4 separate regions of the Mus musculus genome follow, and all the other regions are linked to region 4. A link is a contact called in public HiChIP or PLAC-seq data. All regions are on one chromosome and are shown on one strand. The core of a region is the stretch at or near the end of the contact, and the rest is flanking DNA. Distances in the headings are between cores, read along the strand shown.

What was found. HiChIP or PLAC-seq counts read pairs in DNA pulled down with a chosen protein or histone mark.
Region 1: an H3K27ac HiChIP or PLAC-seq map of embryonic stem cells shows a contact between it and region 4, with 6 read pairs. The contact joins two enhancer-like sites. A contact is called at or near these places in 1 of 484 Hi-C or Micro-C datasets (the G1E-ER4 cell line), 3 of 115 datasets of contacts at active chromatin or transcription factors (all in embryonic stem cells) and 2 of 9 other capture datasets (liver and pancreatic islet).
Region 2: a contact with region 4 is called in an H3K27ac HiChIP or PLAC-seq map of embryonic stem cells, with 6 read pairs. The contact joins the promoter of Sncg here to the enhancer-like site in region 4. A contact is called at or near these places in 3 of 39 promoter capture datasets (the SN4741 cell line, maxillary cranial neural crest and pre-B cells), 5 of 484 Hi-C or Micro-C datasets (embryonic stem cells, granulosa cells, liver and 1 more), 4 of 115 datasets of contacts at active chromatin or transcription factors (all in embryonic stem cells) and 2 of 9 other capture datasets (liver and pancreatic islet).
Region 3: an H3K27ac HiChIP or PLAC-seq map of embryonic stem cells shows a contact between it and region 4, with 13 read pairs. The contact joins the promoter of Fam25c here to the enhancer-like site in region 4. A contact is called at or near these places in 4 of 39 promoter capture datasets (the SN4741 cell line, liver, maxillary cranial neural crest and 1 more), 5 of 484 Hi-C or Micro-C datasets (erythroid progenitors, granulosa cells, liver and 2 more), 3 of 115 datasets of contacts at active chromatin or transcription factors (all in embryonic stem cells) and 2 of 9 other capture datasets (adipose tissue and liver).

Annotation. Positions count from the first base shown.
Region 1 is chr14:34,322,044-34,329,111 of GRCm38.p6, reverse strand. Glud1 (glutamate dehydrogenase 1) reads right to left here. Exons shown (of 13, transcript NM_008133.4): 4 at 3,536-3,599. Among named protein-coding and RNA genes, the nearest start is that of Glud1, 15 kb to the right of the region's middle. Within about 2 kb of position 5,276, at least 6 of the 459 cell types and tissues checked have an H3K27ac peak or open chromatin away from gene starts, as enhancers often do. A contact at or near this core is called in embryonic stem cells, where this site is marked.
Region 2 is chr14:34,369,194-34,376,048 of GRCm38.p6, reverse strand. It overlaps Sncg (synuclein, gamma), which reads left to right and starts at 1,380. Exons shown (of 5, transcript NM_011430.3): 1 at 1,380-1,589; 2 at 2,337-2,378; 3 at 2,666-2,793; 4 at 5,133-5,192; 5 at 5,484-5,775. The coding sequence starts at 1,469. The coding sequence ends at 5,504. It overlaps Mmrn2 (multimerin 2), which reads right to left and starts at 545. Exons shown (of 7, transcript NM_153127.3): 1 at 271-545. The coding sequence starts at 434.
Region 3 is chr14:34,352,787-34,359,192 of GRCm38.p6, reverse strand. Fam25c (family with sequence similarity 25, member C) reads left to right here and starts at 3,800. Exons shown (of 3, transcript NM_183278.2): 1 at 3,800-3,907; 2 at 5,433-5,495. The coding sequence starts at 3,835.
Region 4 is chr14:34,188,704-34,195,986 of GRCm38.p6, reverse strand. It overlaps Gprin2 (G protein regulated inducer of neurite outgrowth 2), which reads left to right. Exons shown (of 2, transcript NM_183209.2): 2 at 170-1,546. The coding sequence starts at 176. The coding sequence ends at 1,543. Among named protein-coding and RNA genes, the nearest start is that of Gprin2, 9.3 kb to the left of the region's middle. RefSeq lists an enhancer at 1-1,866. Within about 2 kb of position 5,421, at least 18 of the 459 cell types and tissues checked have an H3K27ac peak or open chromatin away from gene starts, as enhancers often do. A contact at or near this core is called in embryonic stem cells, where this site is marked.

The DNA.
Region 1 (7,068 bases), core at 4,027-6,526, 130 kb before region 4:
ACTTGTACACACAATGTTATGTCACTACTTCTTCTGTTAGAATTTACTCAGCTGTATCTGGAAGTTACTACAGACAATAGATTCAAGTTACTCCTTGGCCTTCAGGGTATGATGCCAGCAAAAGTTTGACCTCTCAGACTTCAGTGTCCTGAACTGTAATCAGAGATAATGTATCATTTGAGCACTATAACAGGACCATCCTGGTCACTGATAGACAGGCAGGAAGAGTTAGCTCCCTGTTGGCTGAGGTCTTCTCACTAAGTAGGAAGGGATGAGGAGGTGACACTGCTGAAGCAGGTGTGGCACTTTCCCTCATGGAGCACTTCTGACTATTAGCCAGTGCCCGTCAGGTGCAGCATTTAGTTCTCCAGAGCACAGCAAACTACAAAGCAAGGCTGAGAATAACAATGGCTCCTGAGTAATAATGGTAACTGTGTTGCTTCTAACACCGCTGGGTATGGTGAACTTACTGGGCAATGCGTGCAGTGAAGCTCACTCCACTGTAAAGGGAAAACTACGTAGAATGCTCTCAAAACCGAAAGATAAAAGACAATTACTAACAAAGATGCTAGTAAGTAAGACTTGGCATAGCTACACAAAGAAGTACTAAATAGCCATTAAAAATATTGATTTAATGACTTGGAATTATCATCAAATTCACTATGTGGAAAAAGGCAGGTTTCATATAGTCACATGTTCTCACTCTATAGTCACAAAACTCTATACCCTTTTTCCTCTCCTTTCTACTCTTTGCACATACATGTCTCTGTCCCTCTTTCTCTCTCTATATATATATTTACATACATGTATACAGTTAGAGTAAGATAGGTATCAATAACTTGTTTACTATGTTCCTGCAATTTTGCATTATAATTTTCTATAAACCTTTAAGTCAGGTTCATGTTTTATGGCCCCAGTAAGTCTGTCTCTCCACACCCTTGTCTCTGTATTTTAGGCATCTTTCACTCTCAGAATGGTTAACCTCCACAACCCTGATTTCCATATAGAACCCTGATCTGAAGGAAAGGCTTTCTAGCCTCATCCACTGATGAAAGAGTCTACTTGTCTGGTTTGCAAACTTTCTATTTCTCAAAGTGATATGCTTGGGCTACAGGTTAGCACAATTTTGCCAATTTACAATACATATTTATTTCCTAAGCTAAGGACAAATTGCTATAAGACCTGTTTAGAAATATCTATGGAGTAACATTACCTGCTTCAAAACAATAAATATGAACTGGTAAGTCTGAGGTAAGCAGTTTGTCAATCAAAAAGACATAATAAAAACCACAAAGACGTGACTGTTGGCTGATAAGCTTGCATTTCACAAGTTCAACAAGGGAAGCAAGGGGAAATCAATGAAAAATTAGCCTGACAGGCTAAGGGTAAGACTGATCTCCTACTATGTTCCCACAGGATCAGGCTAAGGGTAAGACTGATCTCCTACTATGTTCCCAAAGGATGTACAGATTACAAGTAATCTCTGCACTACAGAATTCTAACAGGACATGCACATAAGGGAGGGGTTGAGGTCAGGGTAGTTCTGGTGTATGGAGACAAAGGAACATGAGAAACCTGCAGGGCAAAGTTACAGTTGATAGGTACCACACACACACACATACATACATACACACACACATACTCACTCACATACACACAAACATTTCTAGGCTTTTCCAAGAATCTGAAGAGGGAGTAGTTTTCAATTTGTTCTGTGAGGCTGGTATTACTTTATTGCCAAGTCTGGACACAGAATAATTGTAAAGGGAAAAAGCAATATCTAAGTTTAAGTTGATACTGTAAGAAACAATAGCCATGCTGGCCTACAAATGTTAAAGTTCATTTATTTCCTTTTGTATAGGGACAACACACTGTATTAAATATGCAACATCTTGCCCATATGGGTTTGATTATAGAAATTACTAAGTATGCTAACAAAACTCAAAAATAACCCCCTAATATATCATTATCCCTTACAATAGCATCAAAAGGACTCTGTAGTTGTTTCTAGTATTGAGAAGTATGAAGAAAATAAGCCCTATAAGCACAAAGATGCCCATGTTTATGGGTTAGAAGGCTTAATTTGGTAAATATGCCCCCCCCCATGGCCTCTATATTCAACACAATTCCTATCAAAATCTGACTTTTCCTCCTCTATCCCACTCCACCCATATCTGACCCTAAACTCCCAGGGCTAACGGTAAGAATTCAGACTCAAGTCTGATGGTGAACCCTGTAGAAAGGGAAGTGAGAAGACAAGAGATAAGCTTTCATTTGCCTTCTACAAGCAAAGGGGCCAAATTACTCAGACTGTCCTTCAGAGTTCCAGTGAGTCACTTTTGGAACTTTCAAGACTTACAACTACGCTGGAAAAAACGTATGAAAATATGGCAATAAATATGACTGCATGAAATCTGAAAAACTCAAGGGTAAAATATAACTAAGATTTTAGGCTAAAAGCAAACATGCAATTCAAATAACCACAAAGGCATCACCAGGCTGGAATGTGAATTCACCATCTTGAAATCAGAAAGCACCCCTGTAGGCAAGAGTGAGGTGCTCATTAACTTCTGATGGCAGACTGTCTCTGGGCAATGCGGCACATGTAAAATCCATAGTAGTGATCATATGAAGCATGTCAAGAACCCTAAGGACTTCAGACAAAATCTTATAACAGTCGAGCTTTTCCTATACTCACTCCTGTATTCATTCATTTATTTTATACCTTACTTCCTAACAACAGAACAAGTTTCAATATGCAGCTTAATTGCATAGGAGCTTGTCACTTGTGGAGGGAACACGGAGGGAACTCTCAGGCATAGGAAAGCAGAGTTAAGAGGATGCTGTGCCCAACCCCATCCCAGCCAGTCTCCCTTTAACATTCTACTGAGTAACCTTACTTATTTAAGTTAACCAGAGCCTGTAGACCAAGAACTATTAAGACAAAACTACTTAGAAACTGAAGAGTAAACAAGTACACATCACAAGAAATATTCCTATCTCACAAAGAACTTATTAACACAGATACTAGGCAATAAGAATATCAAGCAGGTGAAGTATCCTTAGAAATGGAGCACGCTCACAAAAGCTCCTCTAACTGACCCGAGCACTCCTCAGAGATTGAAGGAGAATGGAGTAGCGAGTTGATGACATCAGCCTCACCGCCACCTCCAGTGAGGTAAAGGAACAGCTAATACACATTAAAACCACTAGCTTCTAAATGACATCAGATTTCTCACATCTTAAAAATACTGTTATAAATCCAGTATTTAGTAGTCACATCCCTTTCCATGCTTCAGAAAAGGGTGTGAACAAGGCAGGAAAGATCTCTCCTTAGTGTCCTTGTTCCACACTGCAGCGAGAACCTGAACTTGTTAAAAACAAGCTAAGCTGTGTCTATGAGATCTATAATAAAACCTGGTTTCTAGAAGGAAAAGGACAACTATACCTAAGGTTTATAAAAGCAGGAGTTTCTTCAAGATCATTACTTAGTAGGTGTTTCACTCTATACAGAAATACATAGGGCAATACATACCAATAAAACCCTTCTTGGCCAGCTCCATAGTGAACCTCCGTGTAATTTTTTCTAATTCATTATCCTACAGAGAGAAACAAACAAACACACAGAGAAACACATTTTTGATATAAAGATCAAATGGAAAGAGGATTTTTTGTTTGTTTGCTTTTTGAGACAGGGTTTCTCTGTATAGCCCTGGCTGTCCTGGAACTCACTCTGTAGACCAGGCTAGCCTGGAACTCAGAAATCCGCCTGCCTCTGCCTCCCAAGTGCTGGGATTAAAGGCCTGCGCCACCCCCTTCCCTCACCTCCCCGGCTGGAAAGACACTCCCAGTACCACTTGTGGAGCAGGCACTTTTAGTTACTTTTTTTTTTCTTTTTTCTTAGGTATTTTCCTCATTTACATTTCCAATGCTTTCCCAAAAGTCCCCCATACCCTCCCCCCAACTCCCCTACCCACCCACTCCCACTTTTTGGCCCTGGCATTCCCCTGTACTGGGGCATATAAAGTTTGCAAGTCCAATGGGCCTCTCTTTCCAGTGATGGCCGACTAAGCCATCTTTTGATACATATACAGCTAGAGTCAAGAGCTCCGGGGTACTGGTTAGTTCATAATGTTGTTCCACCTATAGGGTTGCAGATCCCTTTAGCTCCTTGGGTACTTTCTCTAGCTCCTCCATTGGGGGCCCTGTGATCCATCCAATAGCTGACTGTGAGCATCCACTTCTGTGTTTGCTAGGCCCTGTCTAGTTACTTTTTTGAGCCATGGTTTTACTATGTAGCAGACTAGGCAGACCTGGAATTCACTATGTATCTCAGAAAAATGATTTTTCTTCCTTTCTTTTCTTTGTTTGTTTTTTGAGACAGAGTTTCTCTTTCTAGTCCTGACTGTCCTGGAACTCAGAGATCTGCCTACCTCAGCTTCCTAAATCCTGGGATTAAAGGCATGTACCACCACTGCCTGGTTAAAAAAAATAATAAAATAAAAAAGATTTCAAAAGGCCTGCTTGGACTACAGAGAATTCAAGGCAACCCCGTGAAGCCCTGTCTCAGTATAAAAAGTAAAGAGAGGGTTGGGGAGATACAGCTCAACGGGAGAGCATCTGCCTAGCATGTGAGGACTAGAGTCTTGGTTCAGAGAAGGCATGACTGAGGGAGTCTTACTGGCTGGCCTTGAACTTGCTATCTAGTCTAGACTGGCTATGAACTTAGAGATCCACCTACACCTGCCAGACGTGGTGTTTGTAACTCCATCACTGGGAATACCGAGGCAAAAGAATGTGGAAACAAATAAGGCTATATAGGTATAGGCTATAAAGGGAAACTTTGTCTAAAATGTGTATGTGTGTGTGCATAATGCAGAACATGACAGTGCGTCCTGCAATCCCAGTACCTAGGAGGTAAAAGAAGCCATCCTAGGGTGAGTACACACACACACACACACACACACACACACACACACAAGTACCAGGTCAGCCAGGGCTTCAAAGTAATAACATCCTCAATCCCCCCTCTTTTCGGTTTCTGTCGTTCTCTCTCATACACTCACACAAAACAGTTATAACTATATGGATCCTGAGGTGGTTTCAATAGGGATGGCCCCTATAGACTCATGTGTTTGAATGCTTGGCCCATAGGGAATGGCACTATTACGGAGGTGTGGCCTTGTTGGAGGAAGTGTGTCACTGTGGAGGCGGGGTTTGAAGTTTTCTATGCTCAAGCTGGGCCTAGTGTGGCAGTCTCTTGCTGACTGTGAATCAGGATGTAGACCTCAGCTTCTTCTGCAGCACCATGTCTGCCTGCATGCTGCCATGCTTCCTGCCATGTTGACAATGGACTAAACCACTGAAACTGTTAGCTAGCCCAATTAAATGTCTTCCTTTATAAAAGCTGCTGGGGTCAAGGTGTCTCTTCATAGCAGTAAAACCCTAGGGCAGACTCCATGGGTCATCCTATACTTTCATTTAAATGTAAAGTTTTAACATGGGTGTGGCGGCTGTGCCTGTAACCCTAAGTCTCAGGAGGACAGCTGAGAATGAGGTCAATCTGGGTTAGGTCGTGAATCCCTATCTCAAAAACAAAACAAGATCACATGCAAAAAGGGAGACAGAGTTGGGGTTTAACACAGATGCTTAATATAGGCATAAGGGTTAAGAGAGCAGCAGTTAAAAAAGAGAAGACATATATATCCAAGTGCGTGGGTGTGGGCTTCTTGAAAGGGTTACAGAGATAAACAAGACACCCAAGTATGGGTGACAGTGTGTTCAAGGAGTCATCAAATGGTGAATTTCAGAGAATGAAACCACACAACTAACTACTGTAGCAACCAGTTTTAACTAACTTGGAACTAACAGAATAAACATGATTTTTACTAGATAAGTTGTTTGTTGCTAGAATAAAACCTTGGTATTAAAACTTAAGATCAAAATCTTATTCATGTTTTAATTTTTAGTTTTCCAAGACAGGACTTCTCTGGTAGCCCTAGCTATTCTGGAACTTACTATGTAGATCAAGCTATCCTTGAACTCAGAGATCTGCCTGCCTCTGCCACCTGAGTGCTTGGATTAAAAGTGTGTGCCATCATGCTGGGCACAAAACTTAAGATCAAAACTTTTAAAAATTAAAAAATTTAGATGTATGTCACGGACTCTGGTGGAGTCAGCTTGTGAGGCAGAAATGCCAAAAAGCTGCTCATGAGAAATGAATTTCTAGGACTCTCCTCCTGGATATTCTGGCGAAAGCCAACTCTCCAGTTTGGATCGGTTTGTCAGGCGAAAAGCCTGGAAGCTGTTTTACGAGGATAAGAGTCCAGGGAAATTTTCCTCCCAGAGTTATGGCATCTCTTACCCTAACCCATTATATTCAAATTTCCACCACATTAATCTAGTGTATAGATTCACGTGCACTCTATTAAGCATCACCTTATAGTAAATGCCTTTTAAGATTGTATTCTAACATAGCTAAAGCCTTTTCCCAGTGTTCTTAGATTCCAGATAGCAGCAAGGAGCTTAACCCATTTAGTAAACAATTAAGCACTTGCCATTTTACTCAGCTGTTTACAGATAGAGACTAAAAGTCTCACTGAGATAGAAATCTTTTACTACAGGCTACTTCCATGTCAAGTATAAGTTGATATACTACCCTGATAAGGGGAAACTCTCCAGACAAGATAAGTTTTATTAGACCTAAGAATTTAGAGCTCTGTGATAGCACATTACTCTTAAGGCCTGTCAAGAGTTAACAACCCCCTGATGCTTTTAACCTTAAAGTGTGAAATTCTTGCCTGGCATTAGGCTGATCCAAAGGCAGGGCTTGTTATCCCTAATGTAAACATTTAATTAGTCCCTGTAAATTCCTTTCTGCTGTAACTGGTGAATTTCAGTGTATCTTGTCTTTTTGTGATTTGTATCCTCTGATAATTCGTTGTAATATAAGTCTGAAGCTCAACCAGAACATTACATTCAGATTCAACACATCTTTCGTGTATCTGTCTGTCATTTTCATCCGGAATCTTTGTCCATCTGCCTAAGAAATCCCGTTCTTCACAGACC
Region 2 (6,855 bases), core at 131-2,630, 180 kb before region 4:
CCATCACCTGGAATCATCTAGAACACCCAACCCTCTGAGTCCCATGCCACTAGTGGGAGCTGTGTTACCTGTTGCAGCCCCACCCAAAGCCCCTGCTATAGGTCAAGCAGGAATCACCCTGCCATCCCCAGCCTGGGGCCTGGAGTACCAGATCCAGGAAACTAGCATCCCTTAGCTATAGAGATAGCCACACATCAGCCCATTCCTCAGATGTGTATCTGGGGCTCAGACATCATCTCCCGATCTCCGACAAGGGCAGGATTTCCTTACCGTCTGATGGGGTCTCTGCTGGTATCCTCAGCCCCTAGTCTCCAGCCTTCAGGCATGCCGGGCCTATTGAGATGGGAGAACTTGGTACCGGGGTCCTGTGCCCAGGACCCTAGCAGTCCCCAGCTCAGGTACACCCCAAAGCCCAGCAGCAGTGTCGGGATCATGGTGAGGGGCTCCTGTGCTGATGCTCAGCCTTACAAGTGACTCTCAAATTTGCTGGTGATGTGGTCTTCAAGCGAAATGTCAGAAAGAAAAGAAAACACGAGGACAACAAAGGGAGGAAGTGGCCTGGTCCGGCCCACCCGGCAAGTCTCATCCGCCCCCGCCCCCGCCCCTTCCAGCCTGGCCCCCTTGGAGGCCTCCAACCACTCAGGTCAATTCCTGTGTCCTGAGGGCACTTGAATCAGGGACACGGGATTTGGTAGACACATAAAGGTGGCCCCATTAAACTTATTTCTCCAGGACTCTGTCGTGGGCCTGGAGGAGATCTGGTGCCACCCATACTGTTGGCCAGGAAGTGGGGAACGGGCACATCACACCTGCTCGGCACCTTGGGCTATGGGAACTAGCAGGTGGGTGGGAACTCAGAGAAGGAAAGGGACTATGCTAGAATCACACAGCGGGCAGCCCAGTCTAGGGCATGGGGAGCAGCTTTGGGTGTTTCTGGCCTCAGCCTTCCAACAGGTTTGGCTAGAGCTCCAGGCTCAAGAGCATCCAGGATACAGTGGGGAACTGGATAACAGGGCAGCCTGCAGGTTGGCCATTCATTGGATTGGCCCTGACCCCGGCCCAGCCTGGGACACTGAGGCATCATCAGTCAAGGCACTTTTCTTCTGCATATAAGAGCCAGGGCACGAGACCACCAGGGCTTTCCAAGGATGAATGAGGTGTAATGATAGATTAGGATATGTCCAGCCTCCAACACGCTCTCCCTCCCCCAGGGCCAACAAGAGTCAGCAGGGCAGAATAGAGCCAGTAGGGGCCCGGGCCCTGCTCGCTGGTATCCCCGTGAGGCATGCCTTCTCTCTGGCCCGCCCTCCCTGCCCCCACCCTGGCCCGGGCTGGCTGGGCTCCAGCCAGCAGCCACAGCATCAATATTTCATCTGCGTCAATAAGAGGCAGTAGCAGCAGAGACAGCGGCTGCGGCAGCACTCCAGTCCATAGCTTGCAGCAGCCAGGTTCCATCCTTGCAAACACCATGGACGTCTTCAAGAAAGGCTTCTCCATTGCCAAGGAAGGTGTTGTGGGTGCTGTAGAAAAGACCAAGCAGGGAGTAACGGAGGCAGCTGAGAAGACCAAGGAGGGGGTTATGTATGTGGGTGAGTGTGGTAGGTGGGGCGGGGCGGGGCGGGGCAGGGTGGAGGGGTCCCTAATGGAGGGCAGATGCCTCCCTCTGCAGATTCCCCCAGCTTCTAGAAAGCGTTTTGAGATGAAATTCTGATTGTTGAGGCAGGGTCGCACACCCTGGAGAATATGGTAGTATCTAATTGTCTTTGATACTCTGGGGGAAGGGACTCTGAGTGGGACAGGACCGGAGTGCCACACCTACGTGTGGGCACTCAAAAGCATGCACACACATGCCTGGAGTCTCCTAACCTGGAGACCCTGAGGTAATGATCTGCTCAGGTGGACCCCGCTTTCTCCAATGGGAGTTGCTGCATCTGAGCCAGGCCACTCCTGGCTTAGAGGGGAAGGGTAGTCTGTGAAAATGGGTCCCATTTAGTGTTCAACCCACCCCCAGCATTCTGGGCTCTTTCTAAAGAGGGGACAGGGGTGGCTAATCCTGTGACTCAGCTTTCTCTGCCCTGTTCAGCTGCTGCTTCTGAGGCCGGGGCCACGCCCATGCAAGGGCCATAGCCCTACCAGTAACAGTACCTCAGGCCTGGTCTATTTTGTCCCCTCTTCCTGTCCTGTCTCCTTCCCGTCTGTCCTCTGTCCTTCAGACACAGCAGGAAATGGCCTTTTGAAGGGGCTACTGTCCCCAGACGCCATCCTCATCCCCTCCTGGCCCCCACATTGTGTCCAGCTGTTTGCCCTGACCGCTTGTACACCTCTTCCTCCAATAGGCACCAAAACCAAGGAGAACGTGGTACAAAGTGTCACCTCAGGTAAGATGACCCAGAACTGGGGACCCCACAAATCCTGCCCTATATCCAGGGTCCATACCTGAAGTCCTCTTTGTACCAACTGGAGCCCTAAGCCCTTGGTGACCCAAACCACTACATGCCCTGAAGATAGACCATCACATTGTTCTGCCCTAGAGTCAGACAAAGGGATCGAAGTAACTAGAAGTCAGGCATCAGGCATCTGGGCTCTGGGAAGGGGTTGCTCTCCTCAGCTTGGGTAGGCAGCAGTGGAGGGGGCCAGGGCTGAGTCCAACCAGAATCCTCTGCAGTGGCTGAGAAGACCAAGGAGCAGGCCAATGCCGTGAGTGAAGCTGTGGTCAGCAGCGTCAACACAGTGGCCAACAAGACCGTGGAGGAGGCTGAAAACATCGTGGTCACCACCGGGGTGGTGCGCAAGGTAAGCCTGGTTCATGTCCTTTTTCTAGGCTCCCCAGCAATAGGAGGCAATTCTGCCCTCGTGAACACACGGGTAAATAGCACTAGACACTGCTTAACTTTACAGACAGTACCCACTGTGTGCTGGGGCGACTTGGTATCTCTGTACCTGTTCATATCAGGAATCCCCATCACACTCCAAGAGTGGGGACTTGGGATTCATTTTATGCACAAGGAAAGCGACATGCAGACCATGGCCAGCCCCATCCCCTTGGCATGCAGGAAATACATATCACAAGGGCAGTGTATGGTGACAGGCTAAAGCTGAAAGCCACCACCAGAGCTACCTTTTATCTTTTATCCAACCCTCCCTCATCCCAGGGTCTAGCTTCCACCTCCCAAGGAAGCAGTAATGGCAACACTGCCCACTTGTGGTGGGCAAGTGGCAGGGCTCCGACTCCACCCTCTGCTGAGGTCTTTGTGTGAACATGTGGGTTGTATGTGCATTATTGGTAGGGTAGAGATGTGTGTGAACGCATATGCGTGGAATGCATGTGTGAATGGATGCGCATGTGTATGTACGCATGTGGCAGGCAGTGGATAAAACAGGGGCATCAGGCTCTCTGGGGATAGATGCCAGAAGTAGGAGCTGTCTCCGCACTTGCCAAAGAGTAAGCTCTGCTTTAAGTCTTTTACACTTACTAACCTATTTAATGGGGCCCCAAATTCCACCAAACCAGATATGGAAGGAAGGGCCTAGAGAGATTAGGTGATATGATGCACCACGGTCACATGGCTGGTCTCTGCCAGCACGTAGGTTCCGTGAGTGGCCAGTTTCTGAGCTACACCCTTGAAAGACTGAGTATGGACTGTGCATGAATGGGGATTCCAGAATGGAGGTTGGGAAGGAAGCTAATTCCAAAGACCTGTTATGGTCAGCCACACACACTACAGCAGGCAACCCCAATGGTGCAGCCCTAGGCTTCCCACACAGCCAATGCCACAGAAGACTACTGTAAGGAGCAGGAGAAAGGGGAGGGGTCACTCACCCCAAACACCTGCTTCCAGGGCCAGCACAGGGTCTCCTGTCACTGGAGTGTGTAGGTGCACCTCTGCAGGCTGTGTGACTTTGAGAAGATCCTCTCTGGATTATACCCATTTCCTCATCTGAAATGCTACACCTTAGGGCTTTGGGAGGAGGCAGAGAAGTGATACTAGGATGCAATTCTGCCAGGCACATGGTTAGTGCCTGTGATGGTCTGTTTATGCTTGGCCCAAGGAGCTGCACTATTAGGGGGTGTGGCCTTGTTGGAGTGGGTGTGGCCTTGTTGGAGTGGGTGTGGCCTTGTAGGCCTGGGCTTTAAGACCTTTGCCCTAGCTGCCTGGAAGCCTTCTCCTAGCGTGGCCTTCAAATGAAGACGTAGAACTCTCAGTTCCTCCTGCTCCATGCCTGCCTGGATGCTGCCATGCTCCCACCTTGATGCTAATGGATTGAACCTTTGAACCATTAAGCCAGCCCCAATTAAATGCTGTCCTTATAAGAAGTGCCTTGGTCATGGTGTCTGTTCACAGCAGTAAAACCCTAATTAAGACAGCACCTGTCATCATCATTACCACTGTTCCCAGCACAGCAGTCATCCCAGGAAGCTTACTCCCAAGCCACTGGCAAGAAGGATCCTGGGAGCAAGTTCAGGCTACCCTTGCTAACCTAGAAGATGCTACTGAGCCCTTGGGGCTTTGCCATTTTCTGTTGACCCATGAACTAGTTGTGACATCATACCCTAACCCCAAGTTAACACAGATACGTTCTGAGAACAGACTCTAGACTGACCATCAGTCTAGTTCCAAACCCACTGCCGTCATGACCGTGAAGGAAATGCTGTGGAGATGGAAGACAGGCCTGAGCCAAGAGTCCATCCGGAAGGCCGGAAGAGTGACCCACACTCCTGAGTACCTGAGAGGGACCTGAAGCCCTGATACTTTGAACTCTGAAGCCATGCAATAGTATCTAGGCCCTGACCCCTATCCTCAGGATCTCTGTGAACAGTGATGGCATTCGATGCTCATACAGCCTGAGGGAGGGGTTTGTGTGACTCAAGGGTCTCTCCTTACTGCACACACTCCAGGCTTCCTCGCTTAAGGAGCCTAAGTCTGTAGGGGCCAGGTGCCCATGACTTGGGATGTGCTTGCAGGAGATGATGCCTGGCTTGGAGGGTATCTGGCACCTCCAGACCCTCTAAGCACAGAAACATGATGGAAGGCCTCTGTTCATCTGTGAGACCTGACAGGGGAGACCCTGCTATGGCAACTGAGGGCCCGTGTCTCTTCCCATAGCCTTGTGTCTCCTTTGCTCCCCTGTAGGAGGACTTGGAACCCCCTGCACAGGACCAAGAAGCCAAAGAGCAAGAGGAGAATGAAGAGGTAAGAGGGGTTCCCAGGGTGCACCAGAAAGTTCTGCCATAGAGACCTGAGCCAGAGAGGCCCTGCTTTCATTTCTTGGTCCTGGGAGACCTTCCACAGCTTCCCACAGTGCCGTGGGTAGGGCAGTCAGGGACCCGAGTGCCTGACCGCTCCATGAGTGACCATTTCCAGGTGGTCAAGGAGAATTGTGGGCCTGGAAATGGGTGCAAGTCTCTTTCCCTCCCTCCTTCCTTCCCTTCCTCCCTCCCTCCTGCCCTCCCCCTCTTCTTCCTGCCCTCTCTTCTCTGCCAGGCCAAGAGTGGAGAAGACTAGAAGGCTGCCAGCCAACCACAGAGGCTCAAGGGACACCCCTCTGCCTTGGACCCTGTCTCAACCTGGCACACTGAATGCCCTGCCTAGAGTGCCCTGCAGGTTGCCCAAGTTCTCTGTCCCTAGCCCAGTGCCACAAGTCCACACACGCTACTGCCAGCGCCAGCACCCCCTGCTGGCTCCTTTTACCCTATGGTCCTCTGATCACCAATCAGATGCTGCTGTGATTTCTTTTTTTTTAATGATTCCAAATAAAACCTGAGCCCCACTCCCACCAGTGCTTCTTCTTTGTGCTATGCCGACCCTCATGAAGCCCTCTGGACATTCCCAGGGGAAAGACATCAAGGCTCAGCATCTGATGGGACCAGGTACACGTGAAGAGTTCTGGAACCTGTGCCTTCAGGAGCCCTGCTGTCTTTAGCAGCAGTGTATCATCCTTTCTCTTGGCTCCCCCTAAATAACAGGCTGCTGATACTGTCCATGGAAGTGCAGTGGCTAGACAGGGTCTCAGACTCAGTGTCCCTTTAGAGCGGATCCCACTGCCTGCCTGGTTCACTGTGTCTGAGGAACCTCAGGTGGGCAGAGGGTGAGAATGTCTGTGTAACTGCAGCTTGTGTGTTACGGGGACCAGGGCTTCAACCACAGGGTGAACAGGGACAGCAGAGCAACCCAAGGCACCTTCCATGGCCCCTGACATCCTCAGACAGGTGGGCTTTCCTTTCCCCTCTAGCCCAGGAGACTACAGGACATCATAAAGAAAATGGTGTTGACATATTTGGGACTGGGAGTATAGTTTGGTGGCAGAATGCTTGCCTACCAAGCATGAGGCCGTAGGTTCAAACCTCAGTGCTGAAGATGAATAAATAGCTGGTATGCACCATGGTAAGCCTTAAGAAGGAATTAAGGGGCTGGGCATGGTGGTGCAAGCCTTTAATCCCAGCACTCAGGAGGCAGAGGCAAGCGGATTTCTGAGTTTGAGGCCAGCCTAGTGAGTTCCAGGACAGCCAGGGCTATACAGAGAAACCCTGTCTCGAAAAAACAAAAAAAAAAAAAAAAAAAAAAGAAGGAATTAAGGGACTGAGTTTAAACAACGTGCCCAAGAGCACAGAGCTGAGTGGTCTCCGGACTAGGTACAAGCTGGATAGTCTTGTTCCAGAACCGCCTGATTTCATGCTCAGCTATGGTATCCATGGAGCCAGTTCAAAATTTCAAAACAGCCCAGGCACCCAGCCTGACTGGGGGCTAGCATGAGGCTGTTTCATCTTGGAATCCTCCTTAGGGGCCTCACCTGTTTATTAGATGTTCAGTATGGGTTCAGAACTCTTAAGCCACTTGTCCAGGCCTCCAGTCTGGT
Region 3 (6,406 bases), core at 2,551-5,050, 160 kb before region 4:
GGCTTGATACCGGCTTTCTTTTCTTTCTTTTGTTGTCCCACACAATTCTAAGGAGGGGAGAGAGAGGCGATTTAGAATTAAGCCACTGTTTCTGGAAGGATAAGCTGGTATTTTGATCCCCTTCCACACCCACACACTCTCTACCAGCTCCCCTGGACTGCTCTCCTGGGCTGCATTACCTGGGCTCCTGACTCTGAGCCTAACTGAGACCAGTCAGAGGGAAGGAAGATGCTGGCTGGAAGCTGAAGAGGTAGCTATTTTCTCAGCAGCTTCCCCATTGTGGATGGTTTAGATGTGTCCATGTTTCTGGGATGATGGCGGCAGCTTCTGTCCCTTGACTCTTCCACAGCCACAGCTCCAGGAGGCAGGGATCTTATGTCCCCCCGAGATATCTAGAGAGATAATAGTTGCTATAATTCCTGATGATTAGTGTCCCACTGTCTGTTATTGTTTGCCCCTGTGAATGGTCCCTTTCTGAGCTCTCTGGTTTCCACCAGGAATCTTGCTGATAGCCTGAATATGTGTAAGATGACACAGCCTGTTGGGTGTAGCTTCCTCTGGTGACCCACAAGCCAGGTCTATGAGAGTCTGGATGAACAAGGCTCTGCTATGACTGGGAGGACTCAGCATGTGCAGGATTTGTGGGTACAGTATACAGTACAAAAACTCAGATCTGCGAGCTGAAGTATGAGGCAGCGGAGGCAGGATGGACGACCACCCTTTGGATGTTTTAGACAGACATGAGACAGCAGTCTCTGTATTTAGCCACCCAGAGTAAATATTTTAAAAAGAGCACTGGTGTTTGCTAAGTTGGCAATCGGTATTTAAAAAATCAGCTTTCCTCGACTTGATGATTCAGCCAGCAGGTCCTTTGCCAGACTGGGTTGCTGAGCAAATTCTGCTTGGAAAATTGGTTCACTCCTGTTAAAGCCAGATTCTCTCTGACCCAGGGAAGACTAGACTTGGCCTGCTGGCTCAGGATAGGTTTGCCTGGGTGTCTGTGTTCAAGGGTTGCTCCCCTGGAGTGTCTTCCAAGATGGGGCAATGGAGGGCAGACTCTCCCACCTGAGGTATCTTCAGTCTCAAGCAGGTGAGGAAAGCTACCCCGTGACACAGAATCTGTCATGGTTAGGAGAATCTTTGGCTAGAAAGGGATCCATTCTCAGGAGTCTAGAGGAGCACAGAAGACCTCTCAGGACACTCGGGGTGGCTTGGGAGACCAGGGAACAGGTCACAGTTGGAGTTGAATGACCAGTAAGACTGGACCAGGGCCAGAGCCATGGGGTCAGGGACCTAAGTCCATCTCTGGATGGTTTGGTCTCTCCTAGTCCCTCGACTTTTCCTGACATTTGGGGGTGTGTGTGTCTGGGCAAAGGGTAGTCGAGTGACATCACTGGAGTGCTCACCCAGAGACGCTGTCCTAGGAAGGGCAGTGTTCCTGGGCAGCAGGGCCTGAAGGGCAGGGGGAAGGAACAGCACCTTGGGCTGTGTGGGCTGACTTTTGACAAGGGTCTGTTGGGGCTAGTGAGCTTCAGAGAGGAGAGCCAAGCTGAGAACAACGAAGGGTTTATAGGGAGGGGTCCAGAGGCCATTCTAAAGCTGGCAGGGGAATAGCAAGAGAGGACCCTTATGAGAGTAGGGGTCACATGCACTCTCAATGGAAACAGGGCCTTTGATGGTTCCAAAACTATCTCCATGCATTTTGAAGCACCCCCCATCAGTACACTCCTTTCCCAGCCTAACACCCCAAGTGGAAGGAATACTCTGGAACTTTGTCTTGAGTGAGGAAAGTAGGGAGGACTGGACTTACTTGAGTTCCAGGGACCTTAGTTTCATGGTCATTTTTGCAGCCATGAGAGTATGTATGTATACACACACACACACACACACACACACACGCATATATCTCCAGTTGTACGAGTAGCAAAAATCACATATTTGTGTTCTTTTCTCTCTTTTAAAAAGGTCTTTGTGTATATGTACATTGTGTGTATGACTGCAACAGGCATGTGTGTGCTGTGACATATGTGTGGTCAGAGGACAACATAGGGTATCAGCCCTCACCGGCCACCTTGTTTGGGACTGAGTCTCATATTTTTCCCCACTGTACATACCAGGCTAGACAGTCCACAAGCATCCTGTGGTTCTCCCGCCTCTGCCTCCCATCTTCCTGGACTAGTTGTAGGATTATGGACACTCCATACTGGAGCCGGCTTTATGCAGATCCTGGGGATTTGAACTCAGGCCCTTAGGCTTATGTGGCAAGTGCTCTGCCCACTGAGTAATCATTTTCCCTGCCTTCTATTTCTTAAGAAGGGCTCTTCCAAGTCACCTGTCTGTCCACGTCTGCCCCAAGGAGATAGCAATGATATGGATGGGGCTTGGCTATGTGACCGGAGGTCCTGCTGCCCATAGCACCCTTTAATCACAGTCCGGGTCTACCAATACCACACAGGAATGTGGGAGGACCTCAGCTCTAAAGGGCATGGGCTATGAGGGCCCTTCGTCTGGTAAACACTAATTAAGTCGTGTCATACCTAGCAGGGCAGGTTTGAGGGATGAGAGAGGCTTCAACAGGGAAGAGATGTTAGCCATAGTCTAGATTATGTAAATAGGGACATTGGATGACCTTCTGGCCCTGGCCCTAGGTCAATGGAGTCCATATCCCTCATCTCTTTAGCATCAAGGGGTCTAACATCCCAGCTGCGCCTTGGTCCCCTGCCGTAGTGAGCAGGGCCTACTGTCTAGAGGAATTTCTTGGATGAGCAGGAGGGAACAGGTATTTGCAAGAACCTGTGTACTTGACCCACTGACTATCAATGACACAGCCAGGAAGACATAGCTATCCCATTTTATAGATGGAGAAACTGAGGCTTTGTTTGAACTAGTGATTAAGGGAGGTAATATGTGGAATGTGGCTTGAGGAATCTCTGCCTATCCTGAGTAATGAGGGAGGCACCCTGACCCTCTGTATCCGACACACCAGGAAACTGTAGAACTGCTCCTAGGGGGAATTCTAGTTAAGACAAGTGGCGATGGGGTCTTCTGCCTCATTGTCTAGGATATGGGAAGTGAAGTGGCTACGGTTAAACTCACAGATTTCCCTAGAAGCTGCCCCCCCCCGCCCCAGGGTACAAAGCGGCCAGCATGTCCCCATGTGCTGGCTGCCCCAGTCCTGGGTAACCCGGGAGCTAAGATGAGAGAAAATCAGCTGACTGAGCCAGGATGACCACATGGGTCAATGCTGTGCCCTCCAGACGGTCAGGCAACACTCTGAGCCCCCTGTCTAGGGGCGACTACTTGGCTGTTCTGCTGGGGCAGGGTCCTTGGCAATGGGACCACTTGTGTCTGGCCTCAGGGGTGCTTTGGTGCTAGGCTTTAGAAGGCTGACTAGGCCACAGACAGGACTCTTGACAGGCACCCCAGAGGTCTTGACATCATGCACACAGCAGTGCCCAGATTTAGAGAGCCTAGATCCCAGCTAGGACCTGGCAGAACTATTGTTCCCAAGTGCTATCTTCTCGAAGAACATTTGAGCTCCTTGCCCTGGAGACCAGACCTGTTCAGAGATGACCTCTCTGGTTCTGCCTTTTATCTCTGCTTCACAGGGTCCTTGAAGAGGGGGTAGTGGGTGGGGGCTCATTGAAAGAAGGCTTGTGCACAGTACTGGGGTAGCCCCACCCAGGCTCTGACCTGACTCATCTGCTCAGCCTACTACTGGCTAGGTAAGGGCTTGGTGCCCTGGAGCCTGGCAGGCTGTGGTAGGCATATATAAAAAGCACGCTCTTCCAGTCTGAGGAGCAAGCTTTACCTGTCACTGTCTGCTGCCATACGATGCTGGGAGGCCTGGGGAAGCTGGCGGCCGAGGGCCTGGCCCACCGCACAGAGAAAGCCACTGAGGGAGCAGGTAAGGGCCTGGGCTTTCTATCTGCCCAGAAGTTGGCAGCAGACTCCTCCCTCTGGGTCTGTTGAGAGCTGATTCCAGCAGGCAGGCAAGGGTGTTTGGGTAGGCTAAGGGCCATCAGGAAACTTGACCTGCTGGCCCCACCAGGAGATAGCAAAGTCAGAGGCACAGAGGCTGGGGTAGTTGCTCAGAAAAGAGTCACAGCCTTCCCACTAGGGATTTGCTTCATGACCCAGGCTGAACTTGCTTGGAGGTCAGGAGGAGGCCAACCCCAGGGGTGGGGGGTGGGGGTGGGATCCAGGAGGCCAGCAGGAACCGGTGGCTTGGGTCCTTCTTTCTGGAAGCCTAGAGTGCCTTTTATGTCAGTATTGCTTATTTCAGGGCCTGAGGTTGTAGCTCGGTGGTGGAACATTTGTCTATGCAAGGTCCTGGATTTTTGCAAGAACCCTAAAGCAAAACGAAACAAAACTCCTGCCTAGTTTGATCAGTTTATGCAAAAATCTAGGAGGGTGGATTTTCATTTTCACCATGCTTTAAAGCTTCAAAGGTTCTTTTATTATGAAACCATGGAGGCTGATCCTGCTCAAAGTCTAAAAGGACGTTTCCATTTCTTCCAAGAACCTAGAACAGGGTTCTGCCGGCCAAGGCCTCCTGGTACATGGTCGTATGACTCCTACTTCAGGACACAGATAAACACCTGAGTCAAGTTGGCAGTCTCTTTGGACATGGCTGCAGCAGACACATCAGCACTTACTTCATTCTTAGCCCAGCAGCTGGATCTGACCCTCTTCTTCTTCTGTTTTTTTTTTTTTTAAGATTATTTATTTTATGTATATGAGTGCACTGTAGCTGTCTTCAGGCACATCAGAAGACGGCATCAGATCCCATTACAGATGGTTGTGAGCCACCATGTGGTTGCAGGGAATTGAACTCGGGACTTCTGGAAAGAGCAGCCAGTGCTCTTAACTGCTGAGCCATTTCTCCAGCCCCTGACACTTCTTATTCCTTCAGCCTTCTTAGTTGTGAGGGACACAGCAGAGGAAGGTGGTATTAGAAGCAGTTCTGGATCTGAAATTTGGGTTCAAGCTCCCACAAAACCTCCCAGAACCTGGAGGTAATTAGGGGTATCCTCTTCCAGGAAGGGCTGCCTTGAGGAGCTTAGCTTCTCTGAGGGTGTCCAGGTGTGGCTGAAGCAGGACAGCCAGCTCTTCCTAGCTAACAAACTAGCTAGCTAGCTAACTAATTGACCATCAAACCTACTTTGGCTCAGGCCTCCAGTTGGCAGAGGCTGGCTGTTCTAGGTATCCATGCCTTTCCTGGCTGAGGGGAGGGGCATGGAGGGCTTTGTACATCTCCAGCAGCCAGGGGTCTTGAGGGGCTATGAAGAGAGGCAGCTAGGGGTTCTTTTAAGTTGTCTGTCATGACTGGGGGTAGCATGCCAGAGTCTTATTGTCTAGAGGCACCCAGGCCATCATGAGGGAAGCGGGCTTACATATACCTTCACTCTGAATTTGTCCTCTCTTTCCAGTTCACGCAGTGGAAGAGGTGGTGAGCGAGGTGGTGGGCCACGCCAAGGAGGTTGGAGAGAAGGGTAAGGCTGAGGTTGCTTGGAGATGGGAGATGGGAGCATGTAAGAAGGAGAGAAGCGGGGAAGGAAAGGACAGAGGGCTGCATGTAGGTCTACAGTAGAGTACTTACCTAAGTGGTTGAGTCCCCAGAATGGGAACAGAAGTAGGGAGGGAGAGAATGAAGTAGGCAGGCAGGGAGCCAGGGAGGGAGGGAGGAAGCCCTTGTGCTAGCCTTAATCCTTTTCTTGCTCAACTAGACCTAGCCCTGCCCCAGATGTAGCACCCTCTCAGCTGGGATGCAATTATCTGTACATTCTCCCCATATGCAATTATCTGTAGGCTGTACCTTGTGTTAGGGCTCCATCCAGGCTGTTTTCTCTGCCGAATGTTAAGAAGACAATACCGCAAAAAAGTGTCATGGCAATCATGTATTTAAATATGTATTTACTTAAAACTTTACTCTGTACGTGTTACGCCATGAATAGAACAGTGTACCTAAATGTTACCTCCATTCTCTACAACCAGCGGAGTCCAGCTGGACGAAGGGCTTACACTTAAATATATGAATATATTAAACAGTTAGGCTGTAATTCTTTAAGCTAAACAGCTAGAATGAAATGTCAGGAATTCATCGGCTCATAAACAGCAGAACTCGCTGTTTCTGTAGCCAGTGGAGGAGCTTGCCTAGGCTCCCAGAACCTGGGAGAATGAGGCAGGAAGATTGTGAGCTTGAGGCTAGCTTGGGTTACATAGCAAGCATTAGTCCAGCCTGAACTATAGAGCGAGACCCTCACTCAAGACCAAAGAGGCAAAATAAGGAAAAGAAAGAACTGTGTTGCTCTGGGCCCTGAAGTCTGGAACCCCCAGTGGCAGCAGAGGAGCGCCTGGTGAAGTTGCCTCCTGGCTCATGCATGGTACCTTTCTGTCATGTCCT
Region 4 (7,283 bases), core at 4,172-6,671:
CTATGCATCACATGGGATATATAAATTTGAGGTGTCTGATATGTTTCTTGTTCCTGCCAACCTTAGGGCTCTGATCAGTCAGGCAGGCTGCGACCGAGGCTGGAAGAATGCAGCCACGGAAGTGTTAACCCTCGGCTTGGCTTCACTCACTTCTTTTTCTCTCTTGTAGGCAGCCATGAGTTCTAGCCACCCTGAACCAGGTGCCCGGGAACCACAGAGTCCCCGTCCACAGGCCCTGTCTCAGAGTTCTTCCAGCTTGCTGTGTGAAGGCCGGGAGCAGAAGCCAGAGCTTCGCAAGAGTGCCAGCAGCACTGTATGGCGGGCCCAGCAGGGTGAGGCCGGTTCTAGTCCCCGGATCCTGCAGGAGGAGGCGTGCCAGACTGAGATCCCAGAGCACGCGCAGACTGCAAGCACTGCATCACAGGCTGGGGCTGGAGGCCACTGGAGGAGCAGCACTGTTGGTAATGTGTCTACCATGGGCATCGGTGATCTGTGTCGCCTACGGGCCCCCAGCGTGGCAGCTGTGCAGAGGAGCCACTCAGACTTGGTACATAGTACCCAGACCCGGGGTCATGGCGGCGTTCAGAAGCCCAGTCTGAGCTGTTCTGCCCTTGGCAGCTCACCTGTCCACAGGGCTCAGTTGCAGCCTGGCAGTGTTGCTGGCCAAGGAGGCCAGACCCCTGCACCCCTGCAGAGTGACTCAGCTCCAGAGGATGGGACTTCTAAATCAGCCTGCACGTTGGGGGAGAGTCAGGTGTGGGTGCCAACCGTAGAACTAGAAGATGCAACTGGTCTCCTCCGAGGTCCCCAGGGTGAGCCCAAAGCGACTGGACAGCCACCTACCACTTCCTGCCACGCTCTGCCTCCGGCAGCTCTGCTTTGCACCCTGGGGGAGGCTGTAGCTGGTAGCTGCTGCCATGCCCTGCCTGCCAGAGGCATCCTGGCCTTTCCCAAGCTGGTGGCGTCAGTCAGTGAGTCTGGGTTGCAGGCCCAGTGTGGGATGAAATTCCACTGTAAGTTGTCTGGGGGGATTTCTGGGCACCCTCACTGTTGTGTCCACCCTTGGGGGCCTACAGGGCTAGCCACAGAGTCTGGCTCCAGGACCAAAGATGTGTGGACCATGACCTCAGCCACCGATTTGGCTCTGGGTGTGGCATCGGCTCAGGATGCCGGGGTTCAGGCAGCTCCCGCGGCAGCCTGCAAGGCTGTGGCTACCAGCCCATCCCTGGAAGCGCCTGAGACTCTGAACCTATTTCCAGAGGTAATGCTAGAGTCCGGCCTACGACAGGCATCGTCACCTGTGAGGGATGTACGATGGGATGCCGAGGGCATGACATGGGAGGTGTATGGAGCCTCTGTGGACCCTGAGGTGCTCGGCATTGCCATCCAGAAGCACCTGGAGATGCAGTTTGAGCAGCTGCAGCAGGCACCAGCCAGTGAGGACAGCCTGTCTGCGGAGGGCCGGAGGGGCCCTCTGCGGGCGGTCATGCAGTCACTGCGGAGACCCAGCTGCTGTGGCTGCTCTGGAGCGGCTCCAGAATGAGGAATTGTGACCCCGGAACTGGCCACGACTCTAGACTTGGTTCTAGGCCAGTGACAGGCACAGTGGAGACTCCATGCCACCGGGACTCACCTTTTAACTTGAATACCAGCCTTGCTCGGGCTTGTGGTTCCATGCAGCTGGGCTGTCTTTTAAGGGCTTGAATCCCAAGAGCCACTTCTCTATCCATTCTGGGCTCTGAAATGTGGACAGGGATTTTGCACTGCACAGAAGTGAAATCCCGATTTCTTTCCTGTGAAAGTACTTAACCTTTTGTTTTGTCTGTCCCACAGACCTTTGCTGTCACTCCCCTGGGACTCTTGGTGGTTTTATTTTTACTAGAATTGCTAGGAACTAATGACTTTTGACATTACACAGGAGGTCCCAGGTGGTGGGATTGCCCCAGTTTGTACTCGTCACCTGACCTTGTCGAGGTTCCTCCTCTTTACCCCACTTTCCGGATGTCACAGCAGATGTCTTGCAGAGATCTAGCTGATGAGCTCTGAGGTGTAGTTCAATATGGAATGAAAGGCTTAGAGCCTGGGCTAGACCAGCCCTGGTGTTAGCCTGCGACACACACCTGGGCCAGCTCAGTGTAGCTGGGGACAGGGAGAACTAACTGAGTCTGCGGCTCTGTGAGAAACATCCTCTGCCCATGAAGTGTGGGCACCTGACCATTACAGAAGGGCTGCTTGTATCCTTGGAGGGGGTTTCCAAAAGCCTGCCCTGCAGGTCACTGTGCCAGGCTCCCTGCCTCAGGAAGTAGAGAATAAGTGCCCACCTGTCCCCAAATGTATTACAGTGCTTGAAAGAGTGCCATTACTGCCCCACTCCATGGGATTTTATCTACCTGGTGCAGTTCTGGGAGGGAGCCTGGCTTTGGGGGTGGAGGTACTGGGTTTGGGGCTCCTACCAGGTAGGAAATGGCTAGAGCTGAGAGACTCTGAATGTCAGGGTTAGAAATGGCCTGTGTGTTAGGAATGCCCTAGCATGGCCTGGGCTGTGGGGACCAGTAGATTTGGGTGGGGAGAGGGACCCAGAGTCTTTCCGTCTGGTTTTATTACCCAAGGGCTTCTTAAGGCCCAGGAGGATGGAGCAGTCTGCTGAAGACCCCAGACTCCTGGCCTACGGCTCCTTCAGTCATCGTATTAGAGCTCCAGGGTTAGGTAGACTAAGGGCTTCAGGCCTGAGTTCCTGTAGGATTGAAGCTCTAATAGGCTGTGTAAGGGGAGCGCTTCCGGGACCACAGGGACTGAAAGGTGGCTTATCTGCCCTGTCAGCAAGGTCCTGCTGCTGCAGAGGAGGTAGGGAAACTGTAACAGAGGCCTTTGGCTTGGAGCAGAAATGGCATGTCAGTGGATCAAAGAAAGAAGGCAAGATAGGCTGGCTCCAGGCAAGAAGCCTCATAGTAGGGTAGTCTTACTGGTACTATGCCTTTCCCAGGCGTCAAGCACACTCCTTACAGACATGGCATGTCTGAATAGTTGTGTGACCCAAGGCAAGTGCCTGTGCTCTGGCCAGGGGTTGAACAAGGTCATTGACTGTCTTATAGATTTCTGATCTAGATCTCTGGCTGGACATTTGGGGATCCCGTTTGGAGGTGATGGATCTCACTGTATATGTTTGTCTTATTTTGAATAAAAATTAAATACAAGTTGAGAGATTAGAGCTTTGACAGGCCATGGCAGAAAGGGGGCATTGGGCATGGCTAGTCTTGCTTCCTTTGATCTGGTAAATTCTGTCCTCTGAGGCATGAACCCTAGAGTCCAAGGGCTCCGTGTCCTGGCAGGTTTTTCCCTCTGTCTTCTGGGACCACCCCCTTCTGTCTACTCGTTCTCCTTTCGAGCATCTTGGGTTTAGGACAGATGAAGCCTGGCTTCCTGAAGCTTAGCACCCCCGAGACTGCCTTTCTGTAGGCAACACACAGGAGTATATCCCTTGTGTATATTCTAGGCTGCCATCACCGTCTTAGGGAACTACTTCAAATGCAGGCTCTTTACCTACTGGCAGTCACAGTGCTGAAGAGGGAAGAGTCCTCTACCCCCTTAGATGTCACCTGGTTTTATCTCTGACCCCTGGACGTGTTAGATAATTGACAGTAGCTGAACTGGACCCTCCCCATGCTTTGGGCTTGGGGAGGGCCACCATAGCCTATGTGTCTAGAGCTGGGAATTGAATTCTGAATTCACATTGGTGTTCATAAAGTCTTGGGCTAGACACCAGCCCTGAAGACCTGCAACTTCTTCAGCTCTGAAATGGGATTGAAGCCATATTTTAGCTTTGGCTTGTGAGAATGAAGTTTCATAACCCACGTAAAACTTAGTGCTGGCCGTGTTGCCCAGTGTTTCATGGCCAGGGGGTGGGGGTGGGGGATGTGGCTGCCACCACAGTCCACATGGCATTCCCTTAAAGTTCCTTCTTCAGAGCCTCATCCAGGCCCAGTTTTGTGCCCTGAATAGGACACGTGCCTTCTGGCTGGGAACCTCTGAAACCATTGCTCCTAGAGCCAAGCAGAGGAGGAGATCCCCTCCCTACCAGTCCTCTGAGGTGAGGAGAATGAGGTAGGGAAGGACAGAAACCAATCAAGGATGTGACTTGGGGCCAGTCGAGGCTCTACAGCAGAGTTCGGGCTTTCCCGGGGTGGACAGCAGGCCCCAGGCTCTCATGCTCTTGAGTGTGCAGGCTTGGAAGCTCCAGGTCCTTGGGGGTAGGCTTCTGTAGTGAGCCCTAGGATCTGTCCCAAAGGGAGTGCTGTGTACCCACAGGCAGATGCATTTGTGCCTGCATCTGCCCATCACCTAGTCCATATGGCCTGTGGTCCACACACTGCCCAGGCCTTTTCCTCTGGATACTGTTTAGAAGCAATTCTGCCACACTAGTGATCTTGATTAAAGGTGAAGCTTGGCCTCTGTCCATGCTGAACTCCTTCTCGTTTGTCATTTGGCCTGGCCCAGTTTTGTCATCTGAAGCTATGGCTAGTCCTTCATGAGTTCTCATCCAACTTGTCAGGCAGGGCAGGGCCCCTGTGGAATCTGAAGTGGGACTCTGGATTATTCTAGTGTCATCATGAGCCCCCAGCTCCTCCCCCACAGTGCACACCACATCACTGGGGGGAGTCATTTGTGGCAAATTTGTTAAAATCAGCATCACCTAAACCAAGTCCCAGGACCCTCTTCTTCAGAATAGATGGAGGCTGGTATGGTCTAACAGGATTCACTCCACTGCCCAGTGTCCCTTCCCCATCTTAGCTGCTTCTGATTGACACACTGTTCTAGATGCTTGAGATCAGTAAGCTAAGCGGTACCCAAGGGGGCATCCCCCTCTCTGCGGAGAAGGGGAGGGGGCAATGGGAGAGGGATTTGTAAGGGTGGGACTGATAGGAGAGAGGGGACTGTGAGTGGGATGTAAAGTGAATTAAAAACAAAAAGATTTGCTTATTCTGTCTTCTCATCCTAGGGGGAACAGAGACCAGCTCTACCTTTGGCCTGGGCATAGCACCTGCTTAGCCTCGATCCCCTAAGGCTGCTGTTCTAGCACAGTCCCTAACCTGCTAGTTTCCTGGAAGGTGATCTTGAGGGTCAGAAAGGAACCTCTTTAATGTCTGTCCTTTAGAAAGGACCTCCTCAGAAACATCCTACACTTTACCCACTTGTTTTGGAGGGAATTCCTAGAAAGCCCTGGGGACCCTGCTGACCTGTAGGCTTGGGGGAGCATGGGGTTGGTGTGGGTGCTGTGGTCACACACAAAGAGCTAAGAGCGCCAGGGAAAGGTGAAGATGCTAAAAACCGAGGCCGATGGGCGTCAGACTCTTACTGCAAGAGCTGGGTACATGTCGTGTCACCTTTTCTGTCCTTGAGCGGTGACTCTGCAGAATTCGTGCTGAGTCATGGGCCACCCTCTCCTTTGCAGATAGCCAGAGTCAGTGCAGCAAGGAGGGAGGTCTGGGCCCTGTAACATGAGCTCTTCAAACATATCCTGCAGCCCATCTTTCCTGGGCTCCCTTTATTAAGAAGGGAGATGAATTGAGGAACTGAAGTTTGGGCTGTGGGGAGTGTTCAGTTTTAAGGTGCCCACAGACTTGCCCAGTCTGTCCTGGCTGGGGACTTTTCACTTCACAGCATCTTTCTGGAAAAAGACCTACAGTGCCTTTTTTTCCCCCATCATGTCTGTGCACCCAAGAGCAAACTGGCCTTCTACACTCTCCCATAGATGTTCTTTCTCCAGCATCTTTATGTTTTCTGTCTCAATTTCTCTTGTCCCTAGAATATGTTGTCTCGCCACTGTCCCAATATCCTTGTCCCTGGAGCCTCCTTCAGTTTATGTCAGGGGCCTGTCTGGCCTTGGTCCTATCACTCCAAACCGGAGGCTTTCTCTTCCCACGGCCTGGGGGTATTTCCCTTAGGCCATGGCTTAGTCTGGGTCTCCGAGTCCTTGATTTTTGAGTGCCTAGACCCTGTCCCACCTATTTTGTTTTTCTTTGGACACACACTAAAAGGCCAAGTTTGCAAAACAGCTTCTGGGCAGATCCTTAGACAGGTAGATCTCACTGGGGTCGCTCTGCTGGATTTCTGAAGAATCAGAAGTTGTCCGTGGTCCTGCTGGGTGGCCTCAAAGACTGAGGTCAGAAAGAAGGGCATCCCAGAGTCCTAGGTTTGGGGGGCACACTTTCTGGCTTATAATGCATCTTATCTTCTTTCATATGTTCAGAATCTTGCTTGGCTTGTCATTAGGTTTGGGTGTGGTTTGAGCCTCCTTGTAGGGTGAGTACAAGCACACCATCCTACCTTTGTGCCTTTCCTGTGCGGAACTGGGCTCCTATCCAGTTAGTCAGGACTAGAGACTGGGTCAGGAGATTTCTGATTTTGATACCAGCTGCCCACATCTGCCTCCTAGTTCTGAAGCAAGGAGCCTCTGTAGGGCTTGAAGTTTCCATATGTGTCTTCTCACTCCGTACCTCTTGTCCTGCCTCCTTGGCAGCCCTCCCCCACAGTGGCTGTGCAGTCCTGTCCCCTCTTTTCTTTGCTCAGTTTTAAACAAGGGTCTGGGAGGACAGTGGCCATGGATGACATTTTGTATGTAAGCGTCCTGGATGTGTTACTTTGGGAGAGTTTCTGGTTTTCTTACTGTAGAGTTGGCGATACTGGAGGAGGGGATAGGTCTCTTGTGTGAGTTTCCATTCCTAAACTCACAGTGCATGGGGAGGTGGACTCTCCTCTGGGCAGGGCAGGAATAGGAATGTGGTCGCAAGTCACTGGCCTAGGAATAGTGCTGAGCATTGCTGAGGCAGGCACAAGTCAGCAAGGACATCCTGCTTTATTGGAGATGTTTTACTGTTCATATTTCCATGAATTCTGGTTCTAAGATGTTACATTAAAACAGTGCTTGTCTTAATTACAAAGTCTTTTGGCATGCTTGCACAGTTGTTTCTTAGCCACTGCCTGATTACCAGGTCCAGGGTCTTGAGTCCCCTTAGTTCTCTCCTGCTCTGGAACTAGGACTTAAGAGTAGAGGTGGCCTTTTGGCTAAGATCAAGTGAAGGGTAGAGGTTGACTTTCCAGCCAAAGCTGCAGCTGCTCCAAACCACCAGAAGGGTGGCCAGACGCCCTCTACTGGGAAGGTGGGGCACAGCATTAGACCCACTTAGTGGGTGGAGCCTCTAGTGGGAGTAGGGAAGTATTCACCCTGGGGAGTGAAGCTCCCATGGCTGGTGGAAGGCCCATCTGGGTAGACAGTCATTTCACTG